2 separate regions of the Macaca fascicularis genome follow, and region 1 is linked to region 2. Evidence: chromatin contacts called from public Hi-C data. All regions are on one chromosome and are shown on one strand. The core of a region is the stretch at or near the end of the contact, and the rest is flanking DNA. Distances in the headings are between cores, read along the strand shown.

Region 1 (4,155 bases), core at 121-2,620, 140 kb before region 2:
AGTGACACTGTTAGGGCTGGAAGGGCTTAGCCAGCATAACACGAAGACGCGATCTACGTATGATTTGAGGGTCCGACTGGAAGGATTTGTTTGTGCGTCTACGCACCGGTGTGACCATGATCAAGGTGCAGGACGTTTCCAGCTCCCCACAGGCTTCCCGTGTCCCTGCCAATCACCAGCTCCCAAAGGGAGCCTTGTCCTGCTTCAAACACCAAGGATGGGTTTTGCCTGAACCTCCTATGAGTGGCAACACGCGGTGCTCTTGGGTCTTCCTTTACATCAGCCTCACGGCGGTGAGGTTTATCCACGTGGGTGCAGGCAGCAGTAATTGGTTTTCACTGGCACAGTATTCCATGGCGTGCATATGTGGCAGTTCAGGTCCTGCTGATGGGCGTGGGGAGCTGGGCCGGGAGCAGCCTCTGAGACAGAGATCAGGGACAGGGCTGCTTAGGCGGCAGACCCGGGGAAGCATAGGCCTGGACTGGGTGTGGGGGGGACACTGGCCTTGGCCTCCGGGGAAGGGGCCCTGCATTCCTGGGGATCTGAGCTGTGCAGCTGCCCCGACAGTGGACATTCGCCTGTTTCCAGGCTGGGGCTGCTGTGCAGAGCGCTGCTGTGGGCCAGCACACCGGCTTCACGGGGGTGGCATGGCTGGGCCGTGAGGCTGGCAGAGGGGTGCCTTGTGCAAAAGCCCCCGGCGCTGCCCTGTTTGGCCCCTCCGCGCCTGGCCTGCCGCCCACAGCGCGCGCGGCCCTGATGTTCTGGGGCTGGTTTCCAGGGGGGGCAGCCTCTGCCCTCTGAGATTTCGGCCCGGGGAACGGATGAGGGCTGGCAAGTGTCACAGGCAGGCGTCCCAGGGCCTTAGTGGCAGGGCCCACGAGGGACCGGGCTGCCTGACAGTGCCCCAGGTTGGGCTGGTTTCCGGTCCCGAGGGGCCGCGGGCGGGCGTGGGCGCAGGGCAGCCGCGGCGTCCTCCTGTGCCCGGCTCTTCCCGGAGCGCGGGCGGCGTCTTGAGAGATGACCTGCGGGAAGACAGGTGTAGCGATCGGGCTCTAGGCAAGCGGGACCGACTGCTGCGGAGGGGTCCCAGCGAGGCTGCCGCCCACCCCGGGAGGCGGGCGTGCGGGAGCTGCGGTGCAGTGAGCCTCGGCAGCGCGGCGGACCTGCCTCGGGGGCGCCCCTCCCGGCTTCGGGGGCTCCCGGACCCTCGGCGCCTCCTGCAGTACTGAGCGCCGCCAGCAGAGGCCGCCGCAGTCCCGGCCCGGCCGAGGCCGCCCCGCGCTCCAGGGCCAGCGCCCGCCAGTCTCGGAGCAAAGGTTTGCGGCGGGGGTGGCGGGTGCCGTCTGCAGCGGGGCAGCCTCCACGTCCCACTCAGCAGCCAGTCAGGCCTGTCCACAAAGCTCCTGCTCTGTGCCCGCGCAGTACAGTGGGGGAGACATTGCTAATTGGGGGGCGCTCCCAGAGGGGAGTCTCCGCGGCGAGTGGCGGTGGAGGGGCCCAGGCACACCGTCTCCAGCCGCGATACCTGGGCTGAACCTCAGCCTGTCACCTCATGCCTAGTAAGCTGAACCAGCTGCGTCACCGTCGTGTGCCTCAGTTTCCCCACGTGTATAATGGAAATGATGACCATCAACAGGACCTTTTCGAGGAGTTGCCATGAAGACTACCGGGTAAGTTCTGGACTTAGAACGGTAGCATTCCGGGCCAGGCGCGGTGGCTCACGCCTGTAATCCCAGCACTTTGGGAAGCCCAAGCGAGTGGATCACGAGGTCAAGAGATCGAGACCATCCTGGCCAGCATGGTGAAACCCCATCTCTACTAAAAATACAAAAATTAGCTGGGCGTAGTGGAGCGCACCATAGTCCCAGCTACTTGGGAGGCTGAGACAGCAGAATTGCTTGAACCCGGGAGGCAGAGGTTGCAGTAAGCCGAGATCGCACCACTGCACTCCAGTCTGGGCGACAGAGGGAGACTCCATCTCAAAAAAAAAAAAAAAAAAAAAAAAGAACGGTAGCATTGTGCAGGGGAGAAAAAGTAGAAAACTAGAACCTTTCCTCACCCATTGCTGGGTTCATGGCTAGGACCCCTATAACAAAAGACAGGTCAACAAGGGAAAAGCACACAAATTTAGTTCATGTAAATTTTACATGACACAGGGACCTTCAGAAATGAAGACCCAAAGAAATGGGGACATGTATTTTTATGCGTTGGTTTCGTGAAGAGTGGGCATTGTGGAGAAGTGATTGGCTAAAGGGGGAAGGGGTAATAAACTGGGGAGAGTTGGCCAGGCCTGTTCAGATTCTTCTCTCTGTCCCTGTGTCTTCAGAGGTAAGGATGGGCCTTATGGCCTCATGGTCCTACTTCAGGGGATTTGGGCGAAAGGAAGGTGAGTGAGGCCTTCCTGCTTCTGCTGTTTTCTCAAATGCCAAGGTGCCATATTTCGGGGTGGTATGTCCTGAACCCTGGCAGTGTGTTCAATAAACAAACATGGAGTGTGTGGCAGGCATGCCTGTCCCCTGGATGTGAGGCTTTACGCAGGCTTTAGCTCCTCAGAATGACCCCCTCTGCCCCCCAGATGCCTCATGGCCCAAGGTCCCTCTGATGCGACTACACCACCCCAGCCTGCTGGCTTTGGGTGGCCTGAGGGCCGTAGCTTGCCAGGTAACTTTCCAGACAGTCTGAGGTTCAGAGGTGAATTCCCTGATAAGATGCCATACATACCTCTCATGAGAGTGTGATTTATTAACAAGGTGCACGACTCCAGCCCTCTGGGGAACCACCCAAGGCAGCCCGCACTAAGGTGGAGCACGCACCGGGCGCTAGCCATCCCTTAGCCGAGCAGTCACTGACTGTGGCCTTCATCTGGGGTCTTGGGAGGGGCTTAGCCCACAGGTTGAGGGTCAGGGCACTCACAAGGCTCCAAACCCACCAGGCCCTTGCCACCTAAAGTGGGGTCCACTTGGCCAGGTGCCGTGGCTCGTGCCTGTAATCTCAGCACTTGGGGATGCTGAGATGGGAGGACTGCTTGAGGCCAGGAGTTTGAGACCAGCCTGGGCCACATAGCTAGACCTGTCTTCACAATATCAAAAATATTAGCTGGGCATGGTGGGGTGCACCTGTGGTCCCAGCTACTCAGGGTGCTGAGGTGGGAGGATCGCTTGAGCTTGGGAGTTTGAGGTTGTAGTGAGCCATGATCACACCACTACACTCTAGCCTGAATGACCGTGAGACCTCGCCTAGAAAAAAAAAAAAAAAAAAAAAAAAGTCGAGTCCACATATCTCAGTTAGGGCCCCAGGCTTTCTGAGTCAATCTGCATTTTAACAAGATCCCCAGGAGATTTGAGAGTATGTTGCAATGAGAGTGAGAAGCACTGGGTTAGAGTAAGCCACCTTCCCTCCCTCACTCTAGGTTAGAGTGAGCCTCCTTCGCCTCAGTTTTCCTAACCGAAATAAAAATCGAGGGGCTAGAATACCTTTGGCTTCTTTTCCAGTGCTAACACATTGGGAGCTAGACCTTTGGTGTGACCATCTGTAGGGCTATCAGTTCCTCTCCTCTTCTGTCTGCTTTACCCCTCCTCTCTGTTGGAGGTGCACAATTTCGCAGGTCCTGGGATACAGCACATGTAATTCAATCTGCTTCAACAACATAGATTGAGTTCCTTCTGTGTACCAGGGTCTGCAGCAGTGGATCTCCACCCTGGCTGTATATTAGAATCATCTGGGTTGCTCTGTAAACTCCCGATGCCTGGGTTCCACCCCAGGCCAGTGGAACTGGAGTCTTTGGGGGCGAGGCTGGGCATAGGTATTTATTAACATGCTTGGACCATTACAATGCACAGCCAGCTTGAGATTGGTCAGAAGTGAGAAACAAGGCTACTGTAAGACCTACCCAGGCCTGTCCCCCATTCCTGCTTCCTTCTCTTAGGCCGGCCAGCTCCAGCAGGTCGGGCTGCAAGTCAGGAGAAATCACTGGGAAATCCCCTGGATATAGTAACACATGACAGCACCATCGAATTAATCATCAACCTTGTAACGTGATCTCTGGCCCATAAAAACCAGACCTGCTGAATCTTTGGTAAACTGTCCACTAGACTTCTCCAGGCAGTTCCTTCTAGACCTGGGGACCTACGCCCGAGGACCTTAGACTGATGGGTG
Region 2 (4,277 bases), core at 710-3,209:
CATAATTAAATGAAGTGACAGGTCTTTAGATACAGAAATGCAGGACTGAGGCAAAAGTCTGGGTAACCTGTGCAGGCCTGGGGTTGGGGAGTAGCGAATTCAGTTCATCTTTGGAGAGAGACAGCACGTGGACTGAAACAAAGCTAAATTCCCTTGCTCTGAGCCCATCTTGGTAACTAATGTCATCCCGGGGGTCTGTACCTGCCAGGGTGCCCCCAGTCCTTTAGCTTCCTGAGGATAATCCTCTATTAAAAATTGTCTAAAAACAGACCGGGCATGGTGGCTCACACCTGTAATCCAGCACTCTGGGAGGCCGAGGTGGGAAGATTGCTTGAGGCCAGGAGTTCAAGACCAGCCTGCGCAACACAGCGAAACCCCATCTCTACCAAAAATACAAAAATTAGCTGGGTGTGGTGGTGCACACCTGTAGTCCCAGCTACTGGGAAGGCTGAGGCGGGAGGATGGTTTGAGCCCAGGAGAAGTCGAGGCTACAGTGAGCTGAAACTGTGTCACTGCATTACAGCCTGGGCAACACAGCCAGACCCTGTTTCCAAAAAAATTGTCTAAAAACAACTTTAGAGAGACAAAAACTATACACTATAAAATTCTTTATTTATTTATTTATTTTTGAGATATAATCTGGCTCTGTCGCCAGGCTGGAGTGCAATGGCACGATCTCAGCTCACTGCAACCTCTGACTCCCTGGTTCAAGTGATTCTCCTGCCTCAGCCTCCCGAGTAGCTGGGATTACAGGCCCGTGCCACCACATCCAGCTTATTTTTTTCTATTTTTAGTGGAGATGGGGTTTCACTATGTTGGCCAGGATGGTCTCGATCTCCTGACCTTGTGATCCGCCCGCCTTGGCCTCCCAAAGTGCTGGGACTAGACCCCTTCCCCCATTTTCAACAAGTTGGCCCAGGAAGTTTCCCCGAGCCCCTTCCCCAGAGTGAGGAAGCATGGCTGTCATTTTTCTTTTCTATCTTTTTAATTAAAAAATTGTTTTCATTTTGTGGGGGAAGAGTCTTGCTATGTGGGTCAGGCTGGAGTACACTGGCACAATCCTAGCTTGCTGCAGCCTTGAAGTCCTGGGCTCAAGCAATCCTCCTGCCTCAGCCTTCCAAGTTGTTGGGACTACAGGCACACACTACCAGGCCTGGCTACTTTTTTATTGTTTGAAGAAACAGGGCCTCACTATGTTACCCAAGCTGGTCTCAAACTCCCGGCCTCAAGCAATCCTCTTTCCTCAGCCTCCTAAAGTGCTGGGATTACAAGCATGAGCCACCACATCCAGCCTGTTGTTCTCTGGCCCTGCCTGCACCGGTTTCCCCGGGCGGCAGACAGGGCCCTACCATAGAATGTCACCGACAACTGGGAGCGGACGGGGGCCCCGGCCCTGTTCGTTCCGCTGGGTGAGAACGAGGGTCTTGGGGCCACCGGTTTAGCTGGGACGGGTGGGGGACAGCAGCTTTCTTTTTCAATTGTTCAACACAGAAGAGAAACCCAAAGCAAGACGCCAATCATTAAAACACGCAGACACAGACACACGCGCACGTGACCTCGCTCGCTGGGTGCTTTCGTTACCTCAAACGGAAACGGGACTTTTCAGGCCCTCTTTTCCTGCCTACCTCATGGGACTGTTGCCAAAGAGGAAGGAAGCGGAAGGAAAGGTCTTGGGACGGGACAGGGGCTAAGCGGCCGTACGTTCGTTACGATGTGAGGGGTGCCGGGGGGCTGGAGACTGAGGTCGGGGAGAGCACGGGCCCTGGGTCCTTGGGGCCTGCGGGCGGCCGGAACCAGAGTGCGCGGGTCTAGGGATTCGGGGACCCAAATGCACCAGGCCCACACATCCCACTCAGAGGGCTGCGGGAAGCCCCGCGCATACGCCAGGGACACGCCCCGCCCACACTTCCGGGGCGCGACCCGGAAGCGGAAGGGAGCCCGTTTCTTTTCCTTCCCCCAGTGCGTCTTTCCTGCGTCGTACCGGCGCGGCGGGAGCGGAGGTCCACGGCCGTTTGCAGCGTGCGGCTGGGGGGCGTGGAGGCCTGAAGTCTCCAAGCAGCCGCGGCCATGGCGGATGTAACCGCCCGTAGTCTGCAGTACGAGTACAAGGCGGTACGTTTGGGCTCGTGGGAGGATTCCAGGCTCAGGAGTCCAGTGGGGAGGGGGAGGCTGAAAAAGAGAGTTTCAGTCTGAAGGCCTCCAGGAGAGCCACGAAAACGGAGGGGAAGTGGAATCGCGGTGAAGGTGGGGGTTATTTGATGACGTGAGTAACCTACGGGGGTCTGGGGAGTGCTAAGATCTCTCTAGGAGGAGTTTCTCGAGTCCCTTCAACGCTAAGCCCGCCCCCTTCCACACTTCACTCCCAACCCACTCACCACTTTTCCCAGATGTGGGTTATGATGGGCACTGTTAGGAACAAGAATTGCTTAGCTGATTCGACAGGCCGTAAGACTTATTCAGCTCTATGCTTCTGCACAGCGTCATACCATGCAGTTCTTAAGGAAAATATCATTATTACGATTAGCGATTATAAGCAACTAGCTACTACGATTCTTCCATCAGCTGGGGTAACTGTGATAGTAGGAACTGGCCCTGCTCATGTCAAAGCTTCAATAATGTTTTGATCTTTTCAGAACTCAAATCTTGTGCTCCAAGCTGACCGCTCTCTCATTGACCGGACCCGCCGGGATGAACCCACAGGAGAGGTGCTGTCCCTTGTTGGGAAGCTGGAGGGCACACGTATGGGAGACAAGGCTCAACGGACCAAACCGCAGATGCAGGAGGAAAGAAGAGCCAAGTGAGTGCTAAGGGAATACTATTTTTTCCTTCAGATCCAAAGTCTCTTCTCTTTAACATTCGAGCAGCATTTTGGCCGGAATGCTTGGTGTAAGATCAGTGGCATTAAAACGGTTTAGTGAAGGTAAAAACAGAACAGGAGAGTTTAAAGATTTTTTTGGCCTTAAAAAGTGTACCTGAAGTGGAAAATAACTTATTGGTACCTTTTTCTTACATGTGTGTTTCTAGTCCATAGACAGATCTTACTTTTCTTCAGGGTATTTTCAAGACCCTTGCTATTCCTATGTCCCAGTAATTCTTTTTCTTTTTTTTTTTTTTTCCATTACTAACTTTCTACCCCTATTTTTTCCCTTTACTCTTGTCCACTTCTTACCTATTTTGTTGTTACAAACTAATTTAAGCATCCATGGTATGAAAGACAGTTTTTTTTCTTATTTTGCATTTTTTTTCTTTTTTTCTTTTCTTAAATATTTCTTGGGGACGCATTTCAAAACTTACCTTTACCTCACCATTATCTTTTGATCTTGAATATCTTGGTGTCTTGCTCGCTTTCCTATGATGATGTTTCCAAAATTCATGGGCTTAGTTTGATTAAAGTATGTTTGAAATGAGTTAATACATTATCTCCACTTTGTGCTATATCTTCTTTTCCAGTTTTGTTATAATTGGTTGATAGTCAACGGCAGTAGATTCTGTTAGAGCTTGTTTCTCTAGTTAGAAAAGGAAAATGCATTTGAGAGATGAAAAACTAGTCAAAATCCTATTATATAATAGTCTCATACAATGTATGAAGGGTTGTCCTTTTTTTTTTTTGAGAAGGGTTATACTTCTTTTTTTTTTTTTTGGAGATGGTGTCTCGTTCTGTCACCCAGGCTGGAGTGCAGTGGCGTGATGTCTGCTCACTGCAACCTCCACCTCCCGGGTTCCAGTGATTCTCCTGCCTCCGCCTCCTGAGTAGCTGGGATTACAGGTGCTCGCCACCGTGCCCGGCTAATTTTTGTATTTTTAGTAGAGACAGGGTTTCGCCATGTTGGCCAGGCTGGTCTTGAACTCCTGACCTCAGGTGATCCGCCCACCTCGGCCTCCCAAAGTGCTGGGATTACAGGCGTCAAGCACTGCACCTGACCAAAGGGTTGCATGTTTTTTTTTTTTTTTTTTTTTTTTTTTGAGACGGAGTCTGGCTCTGTCACCCAGGCTGGAGTGCAGTGGCTGCGATCTCGGCTCACTGCAAGCTCCGCCTCTCGGGTTTACACCATTCTCCTGTCTCAGCCTCCCGAGTAGCTGGGACTACAGGCGCCCGCCACCTCGCCTGGCTAGTTTTTTGTATTTTTTAGTAGAGACGGGGTTTCACCGTGTTATCCAGGATGGTCTCGATCTCCTGACCTCGTGATCCGCCCGTCTCGGCCTCCCAAAGTGCTGGGATTACAGGCTTGAGCCACCGCGCCCGGCCAGGGTTGCATGTTTTAAATGAGAAACATATC

The links. Hi-C and Micro-C count contacts between places; a contact is called where the count stands out from the background.
Region 1: a contact with region 2 is called in a Hi-C map of liver, with 2.5 times the contacts expected there. The contact joins the promoter of NEURL3 here to the promoter of SNRNP200 in region 2. A contact is called at or near these places in 2 of 2 Hi-C or Micro-C datasets (liver and skeletal muscle).

The regions. Positions count from the first base shown.
Region 1 is chr13:1,526,258-1,530,412 of T2T-MFA8v1.1, reverse strand. It overlaps NEURL3 (neuralized E3 ubiquitin protein ligase 3), which reads left to right and starts at 1,370. Exons shown (of 4, transcript XR_012421868.1): 1 at 1,370-1,670.
Region 2 is chr13:1,387,798-1,392,074 of T2T-MFA8v1.1, reverse strand. It overlaps SNRNP200 (small nuclear ribonucleoprotein U5 subunit 200), which reads left to right and starts at 1,959. Exons shown (of 45, transcript XM_005574983.5): 1 at 1,959-2,112; 2 at 2,634-2,797. The coding sequence starts at 2,068.